Linked DNA regions of Ovis aries: region 2 is linked to region 1. Evidence: chromatin contacts called from public Hi-C data. All regions are on one chromosome and are shown on one strand. The core of a region is the stretch at or near the end of the contact, and the rest is flanking DNA. Distances in the headings are between cores, read along the strand shown.

The links. A called contact is a pair of places that touch in the nucleus more often than the background predicts.
Region 2: a contact with region 1 is called in a Hi-C map of mixed tissues, with 1.6 times the contacts expected there. The contact joins the promoter of CAMTA2 here to the enhancer-like site in region 1. A contact is called at or near these places in 4 of 16 Hi-C or Micro-C datasets (mixed tissues, muscle, omental adipose tissue and 1 more).

What each region holds. Positions count from the first base shown.
Region 1 is chr11:26,251,297-26,254,021 of ARS-UI_Ramb_v3.0, forward strand. No RefSeq gene overlaps it. Among named protein-coding and RNA genes, the nearest start is that of TRNAS-UGA, 4.1 kb to the right of the region's middle. Within about 2 kb of position 1,470, at least 3 of the 54 cell types and tissues checked have an H3K27ac peak or open chromatin away from gene starts, as enhancers often do.
Region 2 is chr11:26,295,363-26,298,240 of ARS-UI_Ramb_v3.0, forward strand. CAMTA2 (calmodulin binding transcription activator 2) reads left to right here and starts at 1,329. Exons shown (of 21, transcript XM_060395349.1): 1 at 1,329-1,388; 2 at 2,674-2,768. The coding sequence starts at 2,738. It overlaps INCA1 (inhibitor of CDK, cyclin A1 interacting protein 1), which reads left to right. Exons shown (of 7, transcript XM_042255586.2): 6 at 126-288; 7 at 498-891. The coding sequence ends at 644.

The sequences.
Region 1 (2,725 bases), core at 220-2,719:
AGGGAGAACAAAGAGCTAGCTTAGCAAACACCTCACCAAAGAAGATACACAAATGACAGACATATGAAAAGATGCTCCACATCATATGTCATCAGACAAATGCAAATTAAAGCAACAATGAGACACCATTAAAACATCTATTAGAGGAACCTTCCCTGGTGGTCCAGAGGCTGACTCCATGTTCCTAATGCAGGGGGCCTGAGTTCAATCCCTGGTCAGGGAACTAGATCCTACAAGATGCAACTAAGACCTGGAGCAGCCAAATAAATAAATATTGAATTAAGAAAAAACAAGCACCTATTAAGAATACCCAAAATCCAGAACACTGACAACACCAAATGCTGGCAGGAATGTGGAGCAAAAGGAACTCTCATTCATTGCTGATAGGAATGCAAAATGGTACAGCCACTTTGAAAGACAGCTGGCAGTGTCTTACAAAACTAACCCTACCCTTACCATACGATCTATCAATCACATTCTCAGTACCTACCCAAAGGAGTTGAAAACTTACATCCATGCAAAAACCTGCAGGTAGATGCTGAAAATAATTTTATCCAATTACTAAAACTTGGAAGCAACCAAGGTGTGCTTGAGTAGATGAATGGATTAACGGTGGCTCATCTGGAAAATGGAGTATTATTTATTGTCAGAAAGAAATGAGCTATCAAGGCATGAAAAGACAATAAGAATACTGAAATACATATTATTTAGTGAAAGAAGTCAACTTGAAATATCACATACAATATGATTCCAACTCTATGACACACTGGAAAAGGCAAAACTATGGAGGCAATAAAAAGATCAGCCAGGGGTTGGGAGGAAAGTGGGAAGAACAGGAAGAGCACAGAGGACTTTTCTGGGCAGAGAATGTGGCTGATCCACACTGACTCCATACTGTCAGTTCCATCTTAGGCCTGCAGTTCTCCCCTCTTGTTACTGAACTTAAGCCCTTCACAAAGAATGTGCCCAAGCCAGGGAAGTTCTCTGTCAACTTTTACCCTTACCTTCATCTGATATGAAAACTGAAAGAATGCCTTTTGCTGATGCAGATTATGATACCCCCCGAGGCTAGGAAAAAACCAAGGTTCCAGTCTGTGCAGCCCTGCTTCTCACATGGTAGTTAGATTCTCTCTCTTTTTTTTTTTTTCCAGATTCTGTTTTTAGCTTTGGCCCCTTTACAGCCCCCTGTACCTTCTGGATTGTCCAGCTGCTTATATGTAAATTCCCCACAAGAAACTTTGTAATTGTAGTTTAGGAAGTAGCCCCTTCATTTTTCTATCTCAAAGTTCCTTCTCAGTTCAGAGGATATTATTCAATACCTTCCTTTTCCTGGATCAGCTTTATATGACACCATGGTGGATACATGTCATCATACACTTGTCCAAACACACAGAATATACAACACCAAGAGTGAACCTTAATGTAAACTATGGACTTTGGATGCTGAAGATGTGTCAGCGTAGGTTCACCAGTTGTAACAGATGTACCAAGCTGACTGGGGGCAGGGGCAGGGGGAGTGCTGATAATGTGAGGGGCTGAGCATACCACCAAACGCGATCCCTAATGTAAACTATGGACTTTGGACGATGTTGGTGATGTGTTAATATAGGTTCATCAATTGTTAACAAATGTACCAAGCTGACCAGGGTGTGGGGATGTTGATAATGTGGGAGGCTGTACATGTGTGGAGACAAGAGATCTATTGGAAATCTCTGCATCATCTTCTCAATTTTGCTGTGAACCTACAACTGCTCTAAAAAGCAGGGGTGAGAGGAAGGCTCAAGAAGGAGGGGCTACATATATATACATATATATATATATAGAAAGAGAGAGAGAGAGCTATGATGATTCACAATGTTGTACAGCAGAAACCAACACAACACTGTAAAGCAATTATCTTCCAATTAAAAATTTTAAAATATAAAAAATGCTCCAAAATTTTTAAAGTTATGATTTTTCCCATAATTCCCTTATTCTCTTTATTTTTCTCCATAGAATCTGTCACCATCTGACATACTATGTATTTCACTTACTTGCTTTGTTTATTGTTTTTTCCTTTCATGAGAATGTTCACTGAGGGGAAGGATTTTTTTTTTCTTACTGCCAAGTATTAGTATTCAGAACCTAGGAAAGCGCCTGGCACAGAACAAGTGTTGCATAAATAATTGTAGACTGAAAGTGCAGTTAGGACATACCTAATATACTTCCTCTTCATCTTCTGTAGATCTTATCTCTACCTCGAAACGTAGACCCACAAATCCAGGCAAAATGCTCCCCAGGTAATTGTGGGGGTCCCCAAAGGAGGTCTTATGTGTACCAATGAGCAAGACTGGTGAGTTACAGACTGACATTTCATGCACTTCTCCTGCTCAGGACTCCTACTGTGTATCAGCTTGTCTTGGCTCCTAGGAAAAAAACACAGGGTCAGCTATTATTCCTGTGTTAAATGCCCCAAACCTTTGAAAGCTGTATAAAAACTGCTGCAGAGTTATAAAATATTAATGCTACAAGAGATCTTTAAAATCAACTACTCCTGGGACTTTCCTGATGGTTCAGTGGATAAGAATCCACCTCCCAATGCAGGAGACATGAGTCCGATCTCTGGTGCAGGAAGAGTCCACATGTCAAGAAGCAACTAGGCCCATGCAACAAGACTACTGAGCCAGCACTCTACAGCCCTTGAGCTGCTACTGAAACTCCTGCACCTCGAGCTTGTGCTCCACAA
Region 2 (2,878 bases), core at 79-2,578, 44 kb after region 1:
TTGGAAGTCAAATGATAACACTTCCGGGTCCCAGCAGGAACTAGTTCAGGGCGGGAAGATGAAGAATGGAGAGACAGGAAGCCTGGCCTCCAGGCCCCTCTTTCCTAAGCCTTACCTCTCCTCAGACTGAAGAAGGCCCAGTGGGGCAGCTCTGGGGCAGCGTCTGGGCCTCTGCTGGTTGACAATGATGGCTGTGGCTTCCCTAGCACCACTGAACACCCTGATCGGGAAGAGGAGAGGGCAGACTATCCACAGGAGAACCACTTCCTCATTTCTGGCAGGGACCAGGTATGGATGGCTGAAGAGGACTTTGGTGGGTGGTGATGTGGACCCCTGGTCTTGCATGGGGAGTCAAGGGAAGCCAAGAGCCACATGGGATAGCTGGATGTGAGAGGAACAAAAGTAAAGTAGACCAGATCCTGAGACTTGGGGGTACCTGGGTTTGGGGCCTAGGAAATCTGAAGACCTACTGTTTGATTCTTTTTTTTTTCTTACAGCTGCTTTGGTCTCCCTGGAGTCCCCTGGGCCAAGAGGGGTCTTGTCTTTCCAGGCAGCTGGGCTCTATGGGCTCCTTCAGCGCTGTCACAGCCACTAGGAACCCCTTTTACCATCCCTGGTTGGTGGAACTGCAGTCTGAAGAGTAGGGAGAAACTGTCCAAACTCAAGACACTGGCCGTGCCTCAGGGGCCCAGGATTGGGAGCTGGAATCTCCAGTATTTCGGACATCAAGGCATTCCTCCTTTCCTTGGCCTCTCCCATCTTCCTCTCCCCGCCTCTGAACTAGGCACGAACAGCCCCGATGGCCTCCCCTCTCCACTCTCAGAGGAGCCCCCCGAGGCTCCCTGTCACTATTCTCTTCTTCGTTCTGTTATTAAAAAGCAAGCAAGTGGAGCCCAGAGTTGTCTTTCTCTCTGCGATGTAGTGATGGGGAGGCTTATGGGAAGGGAGGGCTCTTTTCAGCTTCGCGATGACCCCGCCAAAATGAAGTTGGGCTGGTACCCCCAAATTCAAGGAGTTGTACCCAAAAACTTAGTCCTGCCCGCTCCAGTGTTCCCCACCCGGCTCTCCGGGCCGAGGTCACGTCAGGCGGCGGAGCTTCCGCCTCCAGGACCCCGCATCCTGCCCCTCAGCGCGGCCGCCCCCTCTGGGACTTCCCGGCAGCCCGTCCCTCCGCCTGGCTCGGCCTTGGAAACCGAGTCCCTCCGGCCAGCGCCCCACCCAGGGCCAGACGTGTGCTGACCCCAGGTTCCCGTCCCGACCCCCATCCCCTTAATTGGGAAGCCCCGCCCCGTGCGCAGTGACGTCGGACGCCGCTGTCAGCCGGCGCTGGGGGGGGTCGGTGTGGGGTAGAATGGCCGCTGCCGCCGTCACCCGCGGGACCCCGGGAGGTAAGAGCCGGGGCCTCTCGCCCGCCTCTCCGCCCCCGCGCCAGGGGGCGCAGCTCCACCGCCCGGACTTGGCGCGCCACGCCGGGGACCACCGGCGCTCTCCCGGGTTTGCCCTCACTCCCCGCTTCCGTCCTCCTCCCCCGCGCCAGGGGGCGCCGCTCGGCGCAGGGCCCCACGGCGGACCTGCCGGGCCGGGCCGGACCGTCCCGGGGACCCCCCGCTCCCCAGCACCTGCCCTGCCCCTTGCCCGCCACGCGCCCGCGGACTCTGTTCCGCAGCTTCTCCAGGACATCTCTCCGTGAGGGCGGGAGGCGGAACCCTCCCACCTCAGAGCGTCTCCGCTGACCACCGCCCCTCCTGGGGGGTCCGCCCCCGAGCCCGCTCCGCACCCTGGCGGGCTGCCCATCCCGGACTGCGCACCTGCGCCCTAGGGCGGAGTCCTTACCCCAACCCAGGTTCCAGGGCTCACAGTCGTGCTCGGATGGGCCTCTTCCCCCTCTCCATTCCCAGACACCTGGTGGAGCCCGCGCTGAGAGCATCCTCCAGCTTCCATCTGTTCCCCCAGGAGGGTGGGGGCTCAGGCTGGAGCCAGAGTGGTAGATGGGGTAGGATAGGCCTGGAGGCCGAGGGAAGCTGAGGCTTTGGGGATAGAGGTACGGTGGGGTGGACAGGGCGGTCAGTCTCAGGGTGGAGGATGGGTTGACTTGGGGCTGGGTAGCTGGGTCCTGGGTGTCTAAACCAGGTTCTACTCAGGCCCAACCAATCTGGAGGAAAGGGTGGAGGTTAAGATCAGTTGTCAGATCTGCCCTTCCCCTTGGAAAAATCAAAGAGAAGGAACTCAGGGTGTGTCTTTTAAGGCCTAGCTCTCCACCCGGACTTAGAACTCCTGCCTTCCCCCCAACATCCAGGCTCTCATTTGTCAAACCATCCTTCAAGGACCGGACGCTCTGAGTCCTAGCCCCAGGGTCTGACCCCTCCGCAGCTCCAGCCTTTCGAGAGCCAGGGCTGTAAACGCCGCCCCCCGCCGGCCTTCTCCCCTCCCCCACCCCGCCGGTCTCTTCCTGATTATTCTGTTCTGTTGTGTCTCCCACTCGTGTTGGTTCCTGGCACGGTGTCTGGGTTCGCCCTCTCCTCCAACCCCTGGCTGTACTCTGACACCCCAGTCCAGCCCCTTCCTCTGGCTTCCTCAGATATCACGACCCGGTTGTGTACCAGGTCTCCCACCTCATTCTCATCCTTGATAGTGTGGGGGCTTCTGCCATGACCTTGTTCTCTCCCTTCCCAGCACAGACTCCCCCTCCCCCCGGCCCCTCAGGCCGGGGGTGACCTTGCCCCCTGGAGTCCTCACCATGAATACCAAGGACACCACCGAGGTTGCTGGTGAGTTCACAGTCCCAGGTTTCCAGGTTGGGCACAGCCTTTTATTTCCCCCAAGCGGTGGTGACCTTATAATTCTTGGATCCCCGCTCTCCTTGGCATCATTTTATTCA